2 separate regions of the Mus musculus genome follow, and region 2 is linked to region 1. The links are chromatin contacts, called in public HiChIP or PLAC-seq maps. All regions are on one chromosome and are shown on one strand. Each heading gives the region's core, a stretch centred on a gene start, on an enhancer-like site or on the middle of the called end of the contact. The rest is flanking DNA. Distances are from core to core; before and after follow the strand shown.

What was found. HiChIP or PLAC-seq counts read pairs in DNA pulled down with a chosen protein or histone mark.
Region 2: an HNF4G HiChIP or PLAC-seq map of pancreatic cancer cells shows a contact between it and region 1. The contact joins two enhancer-like sites. A contact is called at or near these places in 1 of 484 Hi-C or Micro-C datasets (bone marrow-derived macrophages) and 2 of 115 datasets of contacts at active chromatin or transcription factors (embryonic stem cells and pancreatic cancer cells).

What each region holds. Positions count from the first base shown.
Region 1 is chr8:10,617,273-10,622,079 of GRCm38.p6, forward strand. All of the region lies in intron 34 of Myo16 (myosin XVI), which reads left to right. Among named protein-coding and RNA genes, the nearest start is that of Gm32330, 54 kb to the right of the region's middle. Within about 2 kb of position 2,634, at least 27 of the 459 cell types and tissues checked have an H3K27ac peak or open chromatin away from gene starts, as enhancers often do. A contact at or near this core is called in pancreatic cancer cells, where this site is marked.
Region 2 is chr8:11,391,599-11,396,405 of GRCm38.p6, forward strand. All of the region lies in intron 4 of Col4a2 (collagen, type IV, alpha 2), which reads left to right. Among named protein-coding and RNA genes, the nearest start is that of Gm46030, 54 kb to the left of the region's middle. Within about 2 kb of position 2,168, at least 141 of the 459 cell types and tissues checked have an H3K27ac peak or open chromatin away from gene starts, as enhancers often do. A contact at or near this core is called in pancreatic cancer cells, where this site is marked.

The DNA of each region.
Region 1 (4,807 bases), core at 1,384-3,883:
CTATAGTACTGGACACAGACATGTATGGATCTCTGGCGCTCACTGCCCAGCCAGCCTAGCATAATCAGGAAGTCCTGAGTATCAATGAGAGACCCTGTCTCAAAAAAAAAAATATGCCTTCTAGGAAATGACACCTGAGGTTGACATATGATCCCCAGAAACTCATACTTTTATGTATAAAAACTTGCATGTATAAACACTCACATGCATATATGCCCCCCACACATACAAATAAAACCATTAATCCATGTTTGGGGGCTTATTTGCTAAGGAGTATATAAAGGGGACAGAAATGGATAAGAGGCTAGATAGATGATCAATAGATAGATAGATAGATAGATAGATGACAGACAGACAGACAGACAGACAGACAGACAGACAGACAGATGGTTTGAATAAGCATGCCCCCTCTCCATAGTCTTATATGTTTGAATACTTGGTCTCCAGTTGCTGGAACTGTTTGGGAAGGATTAAAAGGTGTGGCCTTGATGAAGGAAGTGTGTCATTTGTGGAAAGCTTACAAGTTTCAAAAGCTCAGGCCACTCCAACTCAGCTCTCTCTGCCTCTTTGTCTCCTGATTATGTCTCACACTGAGACCTCTCAGCTTAGATTCTATGTTGTTCTTGTCTGCCTGCTGCCATGCTCCATGCCATTATAGCCACAGAATCACCCTCTGAAACCGTAAACCCCAACTAAACTCTTTCATAAGTTACCTTGGTCAGATGACTCATCAAGCAATAGGAAAGTAACTAAGATAGGTCAGATAGGTAGGTAGATAGGTAGGAAGGTAGATGACAGACAGACAGACAGATAGATAGATAGATAGATAGATAGATAGATAGATAAGATACATGATAGATTAGATGATAGATAAATGATTGATAGATAGATGGATGGATAGATGATAGATAGATAGATAGATAGATAGATAGATAGATAGATAGATAGATAGATAGATAGATAGGTAGATAGATAAGATAGGTAGATAGATAAGATAGAAAAGATATGAGAGAGAGAGAGAGATGGATAGATGGTTAAGAAATATTCCTGACCAAAATACTCAGGATCAGAGGGTCTTACCAAGAAACATGTTTTTCCTTGTTTCTTTACAAAACTGCCTAAAATATGCAGCTCTCTATTGTTCAGAAATGCAAACAGTCCCTGGGATGAAGGCTTCTATCTCCTGACCTCAGCAGACCTGGGAGGCCTGCTTGTTCCCTGATTATCATGATTACATTACTCTTTGAAGCTGTCACTTTGTATTTCTGATTCTGCCAGAAACAGGTTGAAAATAGGAGAGCTGTGATCATGGAACATCGTGAAGTCGATGATAAAAAAATCCCAGAGATGAAACCCACGTGGATTTAAATTAATTTTATATACTAGAAGGTAATTTTTATTACCTAGTTTTGGAAAGAAATCTTGATTTAAAAGACTCTCACATTTTGCCTACTTTGGCAAAACCTTGTCTGTTTTCCTTCCCCTCCGGGAAGCGTTGTGTGCACAATTGGCTTTGCACTTACTCTGTGTTCAGGACTCTGATGGACCAGAGAGCCTTCCGGGCGATGCTGAACCCTGCTGCATTTCTCTCTTTTTACACTCTCAGCAAGACCTCATTTCCCAGTTGTTCAGATACAGTCACTGAGCTCTGACAACGGAACAGGAGCTCCGGAGACGGAAGCCACTTTTGTGACCTTTCCACTCACTAGTAAATAAGAAAAGTACACAGATCCACAAAGAGCTCACAGACAGTCATGGAGACCCAATAGGCCACCAGAAACATCCCTCCTCTGTGGCACACAGAGGTCTCTGCTTATTCACTGTAGTAGATGGGATAAGCGCAATGCACTCCCACTCATCCTTTGGCCATTAGCTCTCCATTGCTGGCAAACATTGTTATTTGTGTGCTGTCCTAACTAAGCCTCGTCCCCATAATCCAGCAGTTCTTATTCTGTACATCAGCTCAAGTCGGAGCCGCCTGTGTCTTCCAGTGATACTATTGCTAGGATATTGATCAGTGAGCCCCACCACTGCATACACAGTGCTCTACAGATGTGAAGACTATACCTATTAAAACTCCCGTTGGGACTTAATTTGCAAGCAATGACATTAGCTCCCTAAAACAAGATGGCACCCTGAGAAGAATTTTCCCACTTTCTAACCCTTCTTGGATAGGAGTGCTCTGCTTACCCACAACTCTCTAGTCAGAAACCTCAAACAGAAACGGTGTTTGGAGAGTAAGAGAAACTGTGTAAGGAAGGTACTTTCCTGACTATAATGGGCTCTGGGGCCCCAGGAGCTGCTAGCCTAGCCCCTTTGTCAATCAGGGGTGACAGTTGTATTCTCCTTGGGTTATGCTGTTGAGTATCCACTTTCATAATATGCTTTTCCCTCATTCTTAATTATATTTATCCCTTTAGAACATAACTTTCTGGAAAGTAAATATTTGAGATGTTAATAAATAGCTGATCAGGTTATGCCTCAAAACCGTCATGTGATGATGCCAGTGAATGCAGCAGGTGCGGAAGTAGCTTTTGGCTCCTGTTGTCTGTCTGCTGAGAACTGTGGGCAGGGCCCTGCTGGTCTTCTGAGGACAGAGGGTGGGGCCTGTTGGTCTGCTGAGGACAGTGGGAGAGGCCTGTTGGTCTGCTGAGGACAGTGGGTGGGGCCCTGTTGGTCCTGGCTGGCCTCACTTGCTTGGGCCTCACCTTCCTACATTTGCATTCCTAGTTCTGTTGTTTTCCCACAGCTGACTCAGAAGGGCTAGTCCACAGTGCACAGTGCAGAAGGCTTTCCCATGGCTGTCCTTTCCTGTTCAAGTTCATGTTCAAGGTGTGCACATGTGTACCACTGCTTAACCCCTTCCTCCCAGATGATCTTCCCGTCCTTCCAATCTAGCTTAAATCTTAGAGCCCAGTGTGGTGTTGCCTTGAGAACACAAGTCTCTTCCATGTTTCAACAGTAATGGCATGGACAAATTATTGGTGATTTTTTTCAGATTTTTTTTATTTTTAATTGTGTGTACTTGTGTGTGTGTGTGTGTGTGTGTGTGTGTGTGTGTGTGAAGGGAGGTGGCTATGTGAGAATTGGTGCCCTAGGAACACAGAGGCTTTGGATCTTCTGGACCTGAAGCTGTAGGTGGTTGTGAACACCTGATGCAGTTGCTAGGAAGTAAACTGGGTTCTCTGTAAGGGCTGTATGCATTCTCAACTGCTGAACCTCTCTCTATCCCTGATACATTATTGATGGATGCTAAACTGCCTCGAGATCTCTCTGTGCGCTGTTGTTGTTGCATGAGGTGCCTGGAGGGATACAGGTCACGTTAGGTGCTTCGGATTAAGTCTTACAGAATAAGCCACAGTTCCTTCAATTTTCACGTAAGGACTTAAATACATTTGCTAACTGATGGATGAAGAGGGAAACCTCTCAGAAGATGACGTGACTAGAGCAGACCAACTAATCCCTGTATATCTGAATACACATTCTCACATTACATATACAGCCCAGTGACTACAGCATCTAAAGATGAATTTCTGTGTCTCAGAAAGGTGCTAATAATATTTAACCTGTTTCTTTCCTGAGCTTGTGAGTGGTTACTAGAATGATAATATGGACCTAAAACATGGATACTATTGCAAGGAACAGAAACAAAACCTTACAGGTGTTCGTGTCCGTATACCTGAACTGAAATATACAGTTGCAGGGCAGTGGGTGTGGGGGAAAGGAGTGGGAGAAAACCCGCGGCCTGCCAGAGTTCCGGTGTTCTCAGCAGGCAGGCAGATTCGGAAGGACTGCTGCAGGCTTTCCACATAGCCCCGGGTGGGTGTCTGTCTGTGTGAAGCCATGGAATCCCAGCTCGCGGGGTGGGGGTCGGGGGAGTGGACAAGGGGCAGTCCTATATAACAGGTTCTCAGTCTCCAGCATCCCACAGTGGATACCACGGAGGAGCTGAGAACAAATGGGGGCCCCATGGGCAGCTCATCAGCCCTGGGGCTGAAGAAAGGAGAGGGCAGGGGGAGAGGGGGAGCTGGATGGTTCCCACACGGGCAAGAATCCTTGGTCTGGTCAATGGCTGGAGCGCAGGAAGGCCTTCCGGGCGGGAGGCTAGATGTGGATCGTTAGGGGAAAGCCTATCCCATTGGTCAAGCATGGCAGGCCTTGATGAGCAGAGACAGTCTATGGTTTTAGAGCTTTATTATAGAAAGTCAGAGGGGAAGAGAGAAAGTAGAAAGAGGGAGAGAGGCCGGCCATGGCCACGTGGAGCCAGGGGGGAGAGAGAGAAGGAGGGCTAGAGATGAGAGTAAGAAAGGTGAGAGCTAAAAAGAGTGAGGAGGGGCCAAGCAGCCCCTTTTATAGTGGGCTGGGCTATCAGGTAACTGTGGGGAGGAGCATACCTGGATACAGTCAGGGAACTGTGGGGGTGAAGTCTAGCTAGAAGCTTGGGACATTGCCTGCGTGACTGATAGTGACAGAATTATGGAGTTGGGGGCTCTGTGGTGTCAGTCACCTGACTCTGGGAATGTGGCTCACTTGGAAAAGACAGCAATGAGCGCATCCAAGGCTTTCAGTGCTTCGGGTGGTTCTGCATGCAGGTTTGGTGTTTTAGGCAAGGGAAGGCAGGCAGAGATGCTGACTGTTGTGGACAAGCCATGAACATAACTTACGCTTCGAGGAGAGGTGCGGATTGACCGTCTTTAGTCAGGCCTCTCAATCATGCCAAGAAAATATGTGAAAGGGGGTTTTAACATACTTTTACTTTTCCGAGTTTCCAGTCTATAAGGTTCAAGCTTTTTCATTAGTTTCCCAG
Region 2 (4,807 bases), core at 918-3,417, 770 kb after region 1:
TGTAGCCCAGTGGCAAAATACTTGCTTAACATATACAAGGATGTGGGTTCTGACTCCAGCAAGGGGTGGGACTGGGACTGGGAATGTGGCTCCATTGGTAGCTTGTTTCCCTAGCATGCACAAGGCCCTGTGTTGGGTTCCCAGCACTGCAGAAACTGGGCATGGGGCTCATACTTGTAATCCCAGGGCGGGTAGATGCTGGAGGATTAGAAGCCCAAGATCATTCTTGGCTAGGTAACAATTTGAGACTAGTCTGAGCTAGAAACCCTGTCTAAAAAAATAAGAGCAAACCAAATATACTAACAAAGCCCTTCAGAGGCCACATGGGTATGAGATAAAAGAGACAGAGAACTCCAGAGCTGTTCCAGAAGCGTCCTTAGGCCCTTTAGGGCTGCAGTCAGCACCTCCCTGGTGAGGTGAGGTCTCTTGGTAGGAGGTATTCTCAAGCTTTTCTTTCCAAGTGCCATTCATGTGCCTTATGGTGGCTCCTCCACCTCCCAGCACGGAGTTCTGGCCATTCAAAGACCACAACATCCTGCCTTCTCAGATAGGGTGTGGTGGTCAAGTGACATGAACAGTCATCACCGATGCCTCGGCCACCCACAGACTTTCCTCCCAGTCCATCGTCTGTGGTCCATCTCCTAGCCTCTCCACCTCAGAAGTCACTTTTATACCCTTTTATCTTGTCCCTAATCCATATCGCCACCAGCTCTGTTCTGTTCTGCTCTTCTTCCCCCATACCTGTCCTGCCTTGCCTGGCTTCACACCTGAGTCCCTTTCTACAGGAGCATGCCCCAGGCTGCCAGTGGGTTTCCAGAACCACATGGCCATCTCCGGTGAGAGCTCACTCTCTCGGAATGTACAAGGCTGGTTGGCCACACCCCCCACCTCAGTTTCCCTCAGAGAATGAGCATAGTGACAATATGTGTCCTGAGTTTTACAGGAATTAAAATCTAATGTGTTAACAAAGGTGGAAATGGCTCTTAGCAAAGATCCAAGGCTGTTAGGTATGTGCTGACTCAGTCCTGGGGAGGAATTCATTCTAATGTCACTTGAAGTCATTGTTGCAAGTGCTGTCAGGGTAAGCATGGGAGCAGGCTCCCAGTGTCAGTAGTTGGCATACTTTACTTTAACAAGATTAAAAGACAGATTATGAGTTATTGACTTAATTACTCTAAGAGAAGTGGGGTATGATAGCCCCTTGGACTAACTGGAATTAGGCAATCACAGTTTTCCTTGGGATTATCCCCAAGGGAGGTTAACAAATAAGGGACTTGCCCTCTGTTCCCTAGAGCTGAGTCATGTGACCCTGGAAAGACTCAAAACTTTCAAGCCAGAGGACAGGTTTCCTAACTTCGCCTGCAGGCTGAGAATGACTGCCACCTGGTGTTGGCTACTGGAACTGCACTATTATCCCCCTTGGCCCTGTTCCTTCCACCAGGAATGTTGATTTCATTTCAAATTTTCAAAACTGAGATATCCAGTAAACATTAAAATTATTTCCTTTTTAGGCTTTTACAGACTTCTGTCAATACACACCCCTTTTCCTCTACAACTTTTGACCCCCTGTGAACCACAGCGGTCCCACTAAGGTCCTACCCATTGCTAAGCATGTTCAAGTTCAGCTCAGTCATGCTTAAAGCAGCCAGGTTCAGACATTACCGGCCTGAGCTTTCTGGAGGAGGAACACCCAGCATTCCAGAGCCTGCCTCACCCGCGCCTTGGCTGCCCACGATATTTCATTATCTAATCAGATGCTGAGCAGGGTCTGATACTCAGGCCTCCTTCCATGAGCCTGGGTGGTCTCCTTGATGACTTCATCATGAGGGCCCGGGGAGCATTCTGTCTGCTGTGTAGACAGAGAAGCCAAACCCTCTAAGGAGCCAACAATCAGCAGTTCCCCGGGGCAGTGCAGGGCTAAGACAAGACTTTCCTGAATGGCTCCAGGGGACTACAGAACTGAATGGGGCTGGGACAGTAAGGGTGGCAGCCTTCTCTGAAGGGCAGCGCCCCCTCGGTTGAACCTCAGAAACTGTGATGTTACTATAGTGGTCTTCAAAGGGGTTCAGGCTAAGGATGTAGCTCAGTGGCGAAGCTCTTACCTCGCACACGCCAGACTCTGGGCTCAAGCCTCAAAAACCACAAAAAAAAAAAAAAAAAAAAAAAAAAAAAACAGAAGGAAAGTGTTCTAAAAATAGAACTAGGGGTGAATTGGGAGGACTGTGAGTGAGGCAGAGCCAGATATGTGAGCAGCCAGCCATTCGGCAGACGGTTTGTGGAGCAAGAGGTGAGAGCCAGATGCTGGGAACTGCTTAGGAGAGACGATTAAGGGAGCCGGGCCACCAGGCCACCACTGTAGGCTCACAAGTGTCAGGCATCAGCAGGAGGTTTAATAGGAGCCTGACAGGGAGTCCCTCCTCTAGTTCAGGACAGACTTGGCTAGTTTAGAGCCTTTTTATTTTCAGCAGAATTTGGAGGATCAAACTTTTTAATCTTCTCCACTATTTTGTTTGGTGGTGTGTGTGTGTGTGTATGTGTGTGTGTGTGTGTCTAAGAAATTTTTTACAAGCCCAAAGTCTCAGTGTTTTCTTCTACCCGTTTTGCAGGTGGGAGCTGCGGATTGGTTTAGCTTTATTATTTCTCTCTCTCTCATTTGAGTCTGAGCCACTACAAGTGGATGTCCCTGAGTTGGGTCCTGGGAGTAAAAGCTGAATGTCTGCTTCAACGTGTGTGGATTTAATTAATTAACTAATCAATTGTGGGGGAGGGGCTCACGTGTGCCTTTGTGTGTGTATGGAGGTCAGAGGACAACTTTTGGGCATCAGTTCTCTCCCTCCCCCATGTGCGTCCCGGGTCCGGAACTCAGACCATCCATCTTCAGAGCAATCTCCTCTACCAGCTGAGCCATCTCACCAAGCCAGACGCCATTTGCTTTTTAACCACAATCTGTTAAATAGCTTTGGAAAGTAGCTCTCAGTCTCTTGTGTCACGTACTGTTAGGTGGGTACTCTCTCGTTTCCCTTGCAGGTGACATAACACGTCCACACACGTGAACCGTCACCCTCATGAACAGTAGACAGTTCCAAATCCTAGGGCACAGAACACGTGTCCTGGATCCTGAAGGAGCCCTTTCTGCCATCATGGACATCTTGTGAATTCGCCAGTGTATGCCATCAGCTTGCAGAAATTCATTAGGACTTAGGAATTCCCCAGGATCGTCAAGAGTCGTGGTCTACTGCCCTCAGAGGAAGGGAGAGTCTGCAAGGGGCTGGGGAGGGTAGGAGGGTCTGGGGCTGGTGCCCATGAAAGGTGAGGCAGGAAGAGTCGGTTTAGGAAGGAGAGGGGATTTCCTACCATTCATCCTTTGCGTCACTGGGAGTCTATTCTGCTCTACCCGGAAAGGCTGCAGCCAGATTGAACATCCTGGTGTGCAGGGGCCGGTTCTGTCCTTGGGGGTGGGTGTTTGGGCTTATCTGGCCTTTGTCCAAAATGTCCTGTCGCCTCTGCCTGCACACGTTCTGATGACACTTGGCCCCTTTTCCAGATGTAAACTTTTCCAAATTCGGGAGCATTCTCAGGAGCCTGGAATTCTAAGCACACCTCTTACTTAGCCATATAACTTAATAACATTGGCTTTGATTGGCCTTGCCGTCCACCAAAAATGACTTGTGACCAGGTACACACCAGGTGTGACTCCAGAAAGGGAATGATGGGGGGTCAAGCGGACAAATCCCTTATCCCATTTATTCTGTCTTCTAGGGATGTTTAATTAAAGTTAATGTTTAGCTGACATAATGGGGGTGTTTGTTTGTTTGTTTTTGGCTCTGCTTGACTCAATGAGCCAGACCTGTCTCTGAGCTAGAACTTAGTCCTAAGTTTCTTATTTTAAAGATAACTGTCTTCTCCCTTAAGGGCCATGTGGAGGGAAGTGTGGGACATGCTGTTATTCCGACAGCAATGCACACAAGAACCTAGGAATTGTGTGAGACAGAGATTCAGGGTTCCGGAGCCATGCCAGGGACAATGTACTTCTAGTAAATTCAGCATGAAGTTAGAATGATTCCACACGGAGACGCAGAGCGGAAAGAGGTGATCCAGGAGCCAGGCAGGCAGCCCGCAATGCTGGGCTTTTCTGAGCCCAGTTATGGCTCCTCCCGACTGGTACTCAGCATTTTGTCACGCCACAACCGTTGCTGCGTCTAAGCTTCTGGCAGGCCACTTCCTGCAGGTGCACAGTGGAGTGATGGTGTTCACTGTCCCACTCCCTAGGAGGCCCAGCCCTGTGGATAGAACGGGACAGGAGTGGAGGGTGCACACACAACCTTATAGGTCCTTTGAAAAGTGTCCCCAGGTTTGTAACATATATTCTGTGTCCCTGCAGTTTGGATGGGATGGGGGTGTGGGAGGAAGGAGATTTTCAAGGGCATAGCAGGAATTTGAAGAGCGTTGTAGATCTGGGAGTTCGGGGGTTGACATGTAGGCACGTGGAGTGGGCACCTTCTGTTGGGACAGCTTTATTTTTAACCTCTTTACACACAAGGAGAGGAAGAGATGGAAATAAGTGTTCTGAGCTGGACCTTTCCACACAGGACAGCAGTGGCTGATTAGCACAAAGGGAAACCCTCCTCACCTGTGTGTGCAGCTGCTCCTGGAACTCCACAGAGCACTTCCCCGCCGGGCAGGACATCCTGGGGAAAGCCCCAGCCTGCCTGCCGATCCAAACATACCTCCCAAGAGCACAGTGAGGCCGTGTGCCAACGCCTAGTTATCCCACAAGGCAGGGTTCAGCCTAGCAACAGGAGCTCCA